Regions from separate parts of the Mus musculus genome. Here regions 1 and 3 are each linked to region 2. A link is a contact called in public promoter capture Hi-C data. All regions are on one chromosome and are shown on one strand. Each heading gives the region's core, a stretch centred on a gene start, on an enhancer-like site or on the middle of the called end of the contact. The rest is flanking DNA. Distances are from core to core; before and after follow the strand shown. Region 1 has its middle 52 kb from the start of Gm30471. Region 2 holds the start of Ido1 (indoleamine 2,3-dioxygenase 1). Region 3 has its middle 25 kb from the start of Gm24335.

Region 1 (3,588 bases), core at 456-2,955, 1.0 Mb before region 2:
CCACCCACACACCTACACACCCACACACGCACACACATACACACACTCTACAAATATACAGGCAGTAACAATTGCTGGAAAGAAGATATTTTATGAACAGTCAAGCTTCCTGCAAGTGGTATAGAGAGCTTTCACAGATTATCATTCATGCTGGGTCATGCTGGTGATGAAACTGCTTTTATAATCATGATCCTGTAAGTAGCCTTTCACCCACACTCCAGTAAATAACTCCAGTAAACTCACTGGTTCAGGAAGCTAGACTTGGGTGACATTCTCTTTGGTTTGTCTTTGGTGTCCTACCTAGGGTGAATAGAGATTTGTTCATAATCCCCAGGGAAAGTCATACAACAAGAGGAGACCGATTGACTGGACCAGGATGGAGAGGACCTGTCTCCACAGGGATAGAAAGGAGAGAGATTGCTCTTAATTACAGTGAGTCAGATTCAGACCATATTGCTAACAGGCAAAGAAGGATGTGAATGTTGCATAAATTTTGTTATCCTCTGCACAAAAATCCCGGGGAGATGAACACAGTCCTGGGCATGCATTTGTTTCTTTGTGTCAGGTATGCATCCTACCAATGGCACCTTTTGTTTTTACATGAAGAAAACCAGGAAGGAAAAACTTGACCCTCACACAAGAGCGGATTAAATGAAGTATGTGGCATATCCTATTTTAACTTCGGTTGTACAGGTTGGAATTTTTACAGAAGTGATGTTGGAAATTCAAAAGCCCAGAGCCACATCCTAACCTAATGCCAGCACAGATCAGGGCAGAGAAGATAACTTGTGTTAGTCCTTGCTGATTGCCGAGGGGACCTGTAAGTGGTGACCTTGAATAGTATGGAGTGGACTGTTTGCATGTGGGCCTGAGGTACAGGCACTTACAAAGCTTGTCACCTAAGGACCTACCAACACCCATCAAGGGCTACTAACTCAAGTCCCACCTCCCTCTTCTCTCTGTCTTCCTCCACAAGTATTCTACCCTGTCTGGCCTCAAGCTCCATCCTGGCCGCAGATACAAAGGAACAATTCCAGCCTTCTGGGAACTCCAACTAGGGAGACAGACAAGTGTTGAGAGAACGCTCATTCTGGTGGCCTAAGTAGTGGGAAAGGAAATTCATGGCACTTGGAGAGACGAGGAAGAAGGTCATAGCTCCTTCAATTCAGCTTTACTGAGGCAGGTTAGAACTGTTACTCTGGCTCCTTGTAGTGTGGGAGAACTGGTACTATCTCCGAAGTGGATAAGCCACCCATTCCATCTGGGCTCTGGCTAAAACATTCCCCCCTTGTCACTAGCAGACCCTTCCCACCAGGATGGAGGGTTCTGCTGTCTTGTATGACCATCGTGTTTGGCCGGTCTCAAACCTCTTAGGCAGACTCTGTCCATAGGATTATTTGAATGACTCAAAGGAGCTGATTGATGGCTGCAGTGGGAGGAATGTCTCTCTCAAACTTGACTACCCCAGGTACATTGAGAAGGGGACCTAAGTAGATATTACAGCCGTGGTCTATTAGCCATGAAAATACCCAAAGCAAGTAATGACAAAAAAAATCCAGCCAACCTGCCCCTTTCTTGCTATCTTTTAATGAATAAAAAAAGAAAAATAAAATATCTCGAGGTGAGTATTAACTTTCTTACTTCTAGTAGATGGGTCTTTCCTGGAGAGACGCTATCTAGTTCAGAGGGAATGAGCCTGAGACCGGCATTTTAAGCCAAATCAGTGCTAATTGCTGATATCTCTTGCTGCTCCAAGATGATTGAGAGCGGGACTGGATTGGCTTCTTGCTGAGAATAATTATGAGGCGTTTCATGCTATGCTTTAACCTCTGGGCTTTGGCTCAGAAAATCCCTTTGTCCTTAGTGAAGAAGTCCCCCAAAGGGCTGTGGGATTTTTGGACAGACAGCTGCAACACCAGTCTCTTCCACACGGTGGCAGACCTTCCCCGGGAAATGCGCTCTTCCGCGGCCATCGCAGCCTTAAGCAGGGTTTCACAGCAATCCTTGCCAAATGTCATTTATGTTGACTTGGCTCTGTTAATATGTCAGAGGGGATATGTGCTCAGACATACTGGTCAGGTTTGTTTATTACAGTTTCTTTTTTTAATTTAGAAAAAGAAATCAAAACAAATAAAGCTTTCACTATTTCAATGGGTGCGCATAATGGATCAATCGGAATAGTTAGAGAGGGGTATGGGAGGGAGAGATAAGGAGAACAATTGGGTGGATAGCCACAGCTGCAGCGCCCCTTGATGCAGTTCTTTCTTTCACTGTGGTGTGGATACGATCTCAGTATCTGTTTCAGGTAATTTGTCCTGGTGGGAGGCAATGCTTTCTCTTGCCGCTCCCTTTAAAATGGCAGGGGAATGATTCTCCCCACTCAGACCCGCAAGCTCCTGCTTCCTTCAGGAACTGGGGAGGCTTCCCCCAGTCTTGTGGCTGGCTACTTCCCCTCTTAGGTGCTGAGAACTGTTCTTAAAAATTGGCTTAACAAAACCAAACAACCATGTGCACACATGAATAAAAATGAGATAATCACTCTAGAAAAGAAAAATCTCTGTACATAAACCCAACTCCAGGTATGGAGATGACACAGAACTAGACAATGGAGGAAGACTTCTCCATACTAGGGATTCTGGGACCCTCACTCTCATTCCCTGGTCGCCCCCCAGCATCTAATCACCTGGTCGTGATCCATCGCTGGAGGGAGCCTGGCAGGCACAGTGCTGTTGCTGAACTTTGAGCTGTGTGACTCAGAAGGCCACCGTGGTCTCTCCAAGCAGAAAGCAGGTGTCACTAAGTGACTCACAGTCAAGCACCCAAAGGGAGGCAGATGCAAGATGCAGCTGGGGAGGAACCTTGCCTGGAAGCTGACAGCATTTTCAGGACCGCCCCACCCCTGCCCAAGTCCTACATGGCAGAGGCAACCAACAGAACAGCTGGCTTGGACTCCGGGTGGGACATGGGCCTCTTGCTCACAGCTGACTTAGTAATCAAACAGCCAAATGTTGCTTGCTGTAGGCTTTCCCTAAAAAACGATTTCTGCAGAATAATACTAAAGAATGCCACCTTTCCTCAAAGTGCTGGCTGGACCCGAGTATTCAAAGTTCATTCCCTGGCATCTATATCTGTTGCTGGAAAAGCTATATCCAGGGAAACGAGTACTGGGGAGTTCATAGAGGAAGCCGGTATCATCTTAAAGTATCCATTTTTACTGGCTCTTGAGGCGCTACTAGTGGGGGCTGCAAGGTGACTCTTGCAGGCTCAATGGCCTCTTCTGCTACCCAGGCAGGGGTCTTGGGCTGGTGAAAAACATGCACGGTGCAGACCAGACCCACTTCAGAGGGCAAATAGATCAGCAACCACCAGACTTTTGCCTAGCAAACCATCTCCTTGCTTTCTGCACACTTAAAGAACAAACAAACACACACACAAACAAGTACCTCATAGCACTAAACTTCTACCCACTTTGCAAAGAAGAAACATGGTGGGATGGGGGTGGGCAGGTCTCCCTCAGACTCTGACTTCTGCATCTAGCCCTCGGGCCTCGAGCCGTTTGCCAGGGATCAATCCTGTGCTCTTGGATAC
Region 2 (3,571 bases), core at 594-3,093:
TTCCTCTACCATACGTAACTTCAGCCCCACCCCAAATGAAAAAGAAATCCAAATAAAGGTATCTCCTGAATCTCATATTTACTATCACATGACACAAATAAATACTACATAGATGCAGGCAATGTCCCCAGATGAACTCCAGAACTTGGAACCACACCCAGTGCTGTCCTAATGTCCCACCCCTAGGGCTGCTTCCTGTTAGAGCAGTGTTTCTCAACCTGTGGGTCGTGACCCCTTTGAGGCTGCATTCTTTTTGGGACTACCTAAGACCATCGGAAAACACAGATACTTACATTACAATTCAAAACAGTAGCAAAATTACAGTTGTGACGTAGCAACGAAAATAATTTTACCGTCCGGGGTCATCACAACATGAGGAACTTTAGAAAAGGTTTCAGCATTAAGAAGGTTGAGAACTGCAGCGCTAAACCCTGAGGTGGTCAGTTCCACATTCGTGACCGGATACACGAAAACCTCAAAACCAGGCACGCCAGGGCACCCAAAGATGCAGGCGCCAGGACACTTGTAGCAAGGATATCAGGCTTGGTGCCCAAAGACGGGAGAGCCTGAGGCTGCATGCTAAACTGTAGTCCCGCCCCAAGCAGCAAGCCACTGGATTGGATGGGAGCTGCGCAGGATGCTCCTCGTGAGCACTGCGGGGTGCATGCTTCAGATCGCTCCCGGCTGGGCGAGCTGATACAGGCTCGCTGCTACCCTTAATTCTGCAGTGTACCCGTGCCTCGCCTTCCCGGGAACTGCCTTGGTTTTCCATATCTGATCCCAGTCTCTAGCCCACTGCCCCTAGATCTGTGCCTTCCTGGCTCCATGGCTCTTTGCGTCTGGGTCCTAGAGTCACCCGAGCTCAAAACGTGCGACTGACTACTTACTCTGTTCGGGTCTTAGTGAGACTAGGTGAGCATGGGGCACCTCTAAACGAGTATTTTGCTTCTTTGCTATTTTCCGTAAGTGTTGATAATGAAGATGTGAATGATAAATTGGTATGCGTGGCGTTTTTGCAGTCCAATTTAATGACATAATTTTTGTTTGTTCAGTGCGTTCTCAGCTTTTGTTTTATTTAAGACTGTCTGGCCTTGAATTTGAGGCTATGCCCCTGCCTCTGACTCCTGGGTGATGGAACTATAGTTGTTTCCCACTGTACCTGGTTGAGACACGAGGCATTTCCCCCACATGCACCGCACTTGGATTCCAAAACTTGCACAAAAGCACAATCAAGGTTGTTCATACCTTCCTTTGGATTATGCTTGGCAAACCACAAGCATTATTAGTATGAAACAAAAGTTGCTTGATCTATCATCTCATATACTGAAATCAGTGAGGAGCACAGATCGATCCATTTGATAAGGTTCAGAAGAGAAATGTTTCTATGGCTCTGGGCATTTGAATGTTGCTGTTTCAGGACACCGTGCTGGAAAAGTCATTGTGACAAACTGGCTTCCCTTCTATGAGCCCGTTTCCTTCACGAAACTAAAAAGACTTCTCATGTGCCCCTTCCCTCACCACTTCACATTTCCAGGTTAAGAAAGTAAGGGCTGGATTTTGAGGAAGAAGAAGAAGAAGAAACACTGAAGAGCAGCCAGGCTCCCTTTTTGTAAGTGGGCTCTGAATTTGACATCACTCATTCGCTTAAGAGAACCTGAGACAGAGCTGCTTACTTAGAAATTCATCTGTCGAGATAAATAATGAGGACAAAGCAGATTTTCACTTTTCTTACCAGTGGATGTGGTAGAGCAAAGCCCACATCTTCATCTATGTGGTGGTCTTCAAGGATCCTTCTAGAACCTTCTGTAGGAGATATTTTACTGAGTGCCATTGCTGTCTACTCCACTGACCCCCCACTTGGCCACTGAAGGAATGTCCCAGCATCTCTTATAGGGTTTAGCCAAACCCCACAGCTGACACGTAATACTCGGGGAGAAGTGGCTTCCACCTGGGACAGTTTCATTTTCTGTTTTATGTATTTGCAATTTGATAAACAACCAAACCACAAAGGATCTCTCTTCGTCATATGAAGAAACTAAACATTTGTGTTTCTTATCAGATTTATCCCATAAGGACATCAACTGTTGGCTCTGATGGCCTCAGCTTCCCAGTGCCAATTATGGTGACCGAGTGCACACTCAGGCCTCGGCCCTGGAAACCACCCCATCAGTGGTTTGGGTGGCCACCTGTTACCCCAGCAGGAGGATTGGGTGTTCAAGCCACAAAGTGCCCAACTCACATGACAAGAACCATGAGGACAGGTGACCAGGAGAATGCATTTTGCTTTAGAAAACGTTCAGAGTTTGGGTTTAAAATAAAGACAGCCGAACTAGCAATAGCTGTCCGTTATTGGCTTTCACACGAGGGAACTTATGTCCTGTTTTAAATGTCAGTGTTTTGTCTCTCCAGCTCTGAAACACAACCTGGGACACACAGGAGAGTCAGCCTCAGAAGTAGCACAGAGGGGGATCATCACCAGACCCTTCCCCCTAGTTTTCTTCCCTAGGTTCTTGTCTGTGCTAAGGCTAATGGAGGGTTCACTTCTTCACATGATTTGTAAGCCATATCTTGGAAGGTGGTCCACCTTTCCTACTCTATCTGGCTGCCAGGGACCGACTCCTGACAAGCTCTCAGCCCTGCCCACCTGGAGATTCTCTAATGTGTTCAAAAGTAAAGAGCAGCGTCAAATAACTAAAAACATTCCTTGCAATACAAAATTGAGACTCTGGTAAAGGTGTACAGAGAACTCCTAAGTTTATGTCCACTTTGATGAAATGGATTTTGGGTTTGTTGTTGTTTTGTTTTGTATGGGTTTTTAATTAATTAATTAATTAATTAATTAATTTTAAGAAAGTGCCTCGCCAATTTGTAAAACACATGAAACTGAAGAAGAACGAAGACCAAAGTGTGGACACTTTGCCCCTTCTTAGAATTGGAAACAATCACCCATAAAAGGAGTTACAGAGACAAAGTTTGGAGGTGAGACAAAAGGATGGACCATCTAGAGACTGCCATATCCAGGGATCCATCCCATAATTAGTCTCCAAACGATGACACCATTGCATACACTAGCAAGCATTTGCTGAAAGGACCCTGATATAGCTGTCTCTTGTGAGACTAGGCCGGGGCCTAGCAAACACATAAGTGGATGCTCACAGTCAGCTATTGGATGGATCACAGGGCTCCCAATGGATGAGCTAGAGAAAGTATCCAAGGAGCTAAAGAGATCTGCAACCCTGTAGGTGCAACAACATTATGAACTAACCAGTACCCCGGAGCTCTTGACTTTAGCTGCATATGTATCAAAAGATGGCCTAGTCAGCCATCACTGGAAAGAGAGGCCCATTGGACAGGCAAACTTTATATGCCCCAGTACAGGGGAACGCCAGGGCCAAAAAGTGGTAATGGGTGGGTAGGGGAGTGGGGGGGAGGGTGTGGGGGACTGTTGGGATAGCATTGGAAATGTAATTGAGGAAAATACGTAATAAAATATATATATTTTTATATATATATAAAAGAAAGTGTCTCGCTCTGTAGAGCCATGACTTGTTCTTGTGAAATACCGAACCAA
Region 3 (3,712 bases), core at 397-2,896, 1.3 Mb before region 2:
CTGTCTACGATCAAGCCAGGAAGATTAATCAAACATTACATTCCTCTGCACTCAGTGGGTTACAGACACCATAAAAAGACATTAAGGTGGGAGGGACAGCAGTGTGAAATATTGCATAAAATGATCAAGATACATGGTATTCTTGTATGGATTTGCCAAAAAATAAGAAAAAGATGCTCTGCAAAAGACTCCTTGTTTAGAGAAATGGCTCAGTGGATAAGAGCCTTTGCTACATTTGCAAAGGACCTGGGGTCAATTTCCAGCACTTATGTGGCAAATCACACCCACCTATAACTCCAGTTTCCTCTTCTAGATACCATGGGTACCAGGCACACGTGTGGTATGGCATATATATGCATGCCAAACATTCAAACACATAAAATAAAAATAAATTTTTAAAAAAGATTTATTTATTTATCTCGTGTATGTGAGTACACTGTAGCTGTCTTCAGACATACCAGAAGAGGGCATCAGATACCCATTACAGATGGTTGTGAGCCACCATGTAGTTGCTGGGAATTGAACCCAGGACCTCTGGAAGAGCAGTCAGTGCTCTTAACTGCTGAGCCATATCTCCAGCCCCCAAAATAAATATTTTTAAAAGATTTATTTACTTATTATATATAAGTACACTGTAGCTGTCTTCAGACACATCAGAAGAGGGCACTGGATCCCATTATAAATGGTTGTGAGCCACCACGTGGTTGCTGGGAATTGAACTCAAAACCTCTGGAAGAGCAGCCAGAGCTCTTAACCCCTGAGCCATCTCTTCAACCCAAAATAAAAAATTTTTAAACAAATGTTCCTGTAAGATTTTTGGGAGGATAAATGGTAAAATTTCCAGGACAAGTCTTTAGTGTTGTCTAATCCTCCCTGATTAGCACATTCTGAGAGCACATTTTTTTATTCTTAAAGGGAACATCTTGCACTTGGCCTAAACCTGTCCCAGACCTTCTGTATCCCATGGAAAAGGTCTTTGTGTCTCCTCTGCTTTCAAGGAGGCCAGCTTTTATTCACTGTCCCTTTTACAGATCTTCAATCCCTCGGTGTACCAGGGATCACTTTGCAAATGTGATCATTAAAGAGCAATAGACTGCTGCTAGCCAGGAGAACGAAGGAGCTGAGCAGCATGGCCAGTTCCAAGGGAAGGAAATTTTACCTTTTACTCTGTTTTCTCCTCCCCCTGTCAAGACACCAATCCAAGCTGAAGTCAGCAGGCTCTAGCACTCCACAACCAAGGCTAAAAAAGACCTGATGCACAGGCTTGAACAAACAAGCTTACAGGCTATAGAAACTTCTGGGTTTCCCTTCTCCACATGATTGGATGAAGCCTGAGGGGATCTCAAAGGATCCTCACGCCTCCCCAGGCACCTGAAGCCAGAGCCTGGCCATTGAGACCACATGCCCAACCCGGTTTTGCCCAGCTTGTGGAGGGATTGGCATTCCAGCTAAGGCTCCTGGGTTAGCCACACCACAGTTTTGAGAAAGGAAGGTTTAAAAGAAGTGACCCCACCCTTTCCACCTCCCCACCCCCCATGAGACCATTTCCCCCTCTCCTCAACCCCACTTCAAGTCGCCAGATAACAGGAGCTGGAGAGGGCCGTGTCAAACTTCCCTGAGGCATCTGTTGTGCTCTCAAAATAATTTAGTTTCAAAGCTGAGCCCAGATGGACCGCATTTCCCTGACTTTTAGCTCGTTCCAATGTGCAGACAGTTAAGATCATAATGTTAACATTTTCTCTGTTTTATGTGCATATAAAATATTCCCAAAGAATGTGCCTTTGAATGCAAAGTTTGATCCAATTACAATTTTATAGTTTATAAAAACATAAAAAGTCTGTTTTCTGGGTGTTTGAGACCCCGAGGCCTTTACAGTCAACTTGGAAGCTTGCAGGGAGCCGTAATTGCCAGCCTGTCAAAGAGGACCCCGTGGAACTTAGAATGATGAGCCCGTGAGGGAAGCATGAGAACATTCCACGGTCTCCCGGGAGTGAAGGAGATACCGGTGCGGGGAATTGGAAACAATCCTGTGGTCTTGGATCAGATTGAAAATGATTGTTGCACTGTTTTTCTAAAGGGGGGTGGGAATAGAATAGAGAAAGGAATCTTGTAAACTTAATTTCTGTGGTCTAGAAGACACAAGGTAGCTCAGGCAGTTTTTCCGTTCATGAGACAGAGGAATGAATGGGTCTTCAGCCAAGACGTCAGACGTGCCTCTCTCCAGGGAAAACGGCAGAGAGTTCCTGGAAATGGAGGTGGGACTTTTTCCAATCACTTTCATTGTATCTCACAGATAACTTCAGCAGGGTGGGCATTGGTGCTTTCTTCGCACAAAGCCAACAAGGTTAGGGCCTGAGATCTTTTCCAGGTTTAGAATGCTAACGCCGAGCACGGAGGACAAGCCGTTGGGACACATGGACGGCTGTCGGCAGCACGTTTGGGGGTGGGGGGTGGGGAGGGTAAATGTTTATGAAGTGAAAGGAAGTCTGGAATAGAGTCCAGATTGGAGGACTTGCTTCTGCAAAAGCAAGGTGGCATGACCAGCCTGCCGCTGAATAGATCACATCTATGTGTGTGTATGAGTGGTTCGTTGAGCTAACACCCTGTCCCATGTAGAGATGTTGATGCGGTGTTTCTCTCGTTGGCTGGGAACAGTGAGCGGGTATACAGGATTGTTTTGTAAAGTCAATGTGGAATGGGTTTCCTTCCAGGGACTGTCCACCTCCAGCAGCTTTCCTGTGACATCCACATGCCGGAGGAGCAGAGCATTGTCCCCTTGCACTCACATCAGGCAGGTCCCCTAGCTCCGGAAATGTGTGATCATCTGGTGGTGATTGTTTTCATGGTACCGATTCTAGGCTACATCATTAATTAGGGGAATTCTGGCTCTCAGAACTACAGGAAAAATACAGTTCACCTTGTTACTTAATACAGGAAACATGTGAGACTCAAATAGGTCAAGGGATTTGGAGAAAATCACACAGGTTCTTGGATCAGGCCTCCTGATACTGTAATACAATCCTAGATCTATTCCATACCTTGTATGAGGAGACCCAAGAGCCTGAAGACAAATGTAGAAGGTGTCTGTGTCCATACGGCTTTCTCAGGGCTGCTGTCGCAAATGAACCTCATGACTTAAGAGGGCTGACATGTATGGGGCTATCAGCTGTGGCAGTTAGAAATCTGGAATCAAAGTGTCACAAGGCCACCCCGTCCTCCTTAAGACTCTGGGGAAGAGTCCTCCAGTTATCTCTTCTAGCAAATAGGGCCTTCAGAATTCCAGAAGAAGGTATCTGCCTATTTCTGCTTACTCTGTGTACTCTCAGTGGGGCCTTGTTTCTAGTTTAGAAGACTCGTTAGATTTGCAAGCCACATTGATTCAGCACGCTCTCAACACCGTCTTTGATTCTAGGTAATTATATATGCTCTTTTTTTTTTCCAAAGCCAGGCCATTCTTTAAGGCTCTCTGGGTGGACATGAATTCGGGAGACATTATTCAACCTCAAATGAGTGGTAGGAAAAGAAGTCAGAAGCAGAGGGCCTTAAACATACTCCTTCCTTGGGGCCTGAGCCATGGCTGTTTTTACCCAGGAAATCTGGTCCTTACCCGCTTCTGCATACCCATAGATCATTTCAGCCATCCTGGCTCTTACTCTCTATAACGAGCAGCCTTCAGTGTTGCATGACTCCGTTTACGTCTTAAGAGATTTTT

The links. Promoter capture Hi-C pulls out the DNA fragments that hold promoters and counts their contacts.
Region 1: a promoter capture Hi-C map of hippocampal neurons shows a contact between it and region 2, with 15 times the contacts expected there. The contact joins the enhancer-like site here to the promoter of Ido1 in region 2. A contact is called at or near these places in 15 of 39 promoter capture datasets (the 3T3-L1 cell line, 3T3-L1-derived adipocytes, the C10 cell line and 9 more), 19 of 484 Hi-C or Micro-C datasets (the AML12 cell line, adipose-derived mesenchymal stem cells, brown adipocytes and 11 more), 1 of 115 datasets of contacts at active chromatin or transcription factors (bone marrow-derived macrophages) and 2 of 9 other capture datasets (adipose tissue and liver).
Region 3: a promoter capture Hi-C map of hippocampal neurons shows a contact between it and region 2, with 6 times the contacts expected there. The contact joins the enhancer-like site here to the promoter of Ido1 in region 2. A contact is called at or near these places in 13 of 39 promoter capture datasets (the 3T3-L1 cell line, 3T3-L1-derived adipocytes, the C10 cell line and 9 more) and 1 of 9 other capture datasets (liver).

The regions. Positions count from the first base shown.
Region 1 is chr8:23,594,511-23,598,098 of GRCm38.p6, forward strand. No RefSeq gene overlaps it. Among named protein-coding and RNA genes, the nearest start is that of Gm30471, 52 kb to the right of the region's middle. Within about 2 kb of position 1,706, at least 9 of the 459 cell types and tissues checked have an H3K27ac peak or open chromatin away from gene starts, as enhancers often do. A contact at or near this core is called in hippocampal neurons, where this site is marked.
Region 2 is chr8:24,595,109-24,598,679 of GRCm38.p6, forward strand. It overlaps Ido1 (indoleamine 2,3-dioxygenase 1), which reads right to left and starts at 1,844. Exons shown (of 10, transcript NM_008324.2): 1 at 1,733-1,844. The coding sequence starts at 1,831. Gm51565 (a long non-coding RNA gene) reads left to right here and starts at 503. Exons shown (of 2, transcript XR_003947523.1): 1 at 503-912; 2 at 1,535-2,336.
Region 3 is chr8:23,312,820-23,316,531 of GRCm38.p6, forward strand. No RefSeq gene overlaps it. Among named protein-coding and RNA genes, the nearest start is that of Gm24335, 25 kb to the left of the region's middle. Within about 2 kb of position 1,647, at least 9 of the 459 cell types and tissues checked have an H3K27ac peak or open chromatin away from gene starts, as enhancers often do. A contact at or near this core is called in hippocampal neurons, where this site is marked.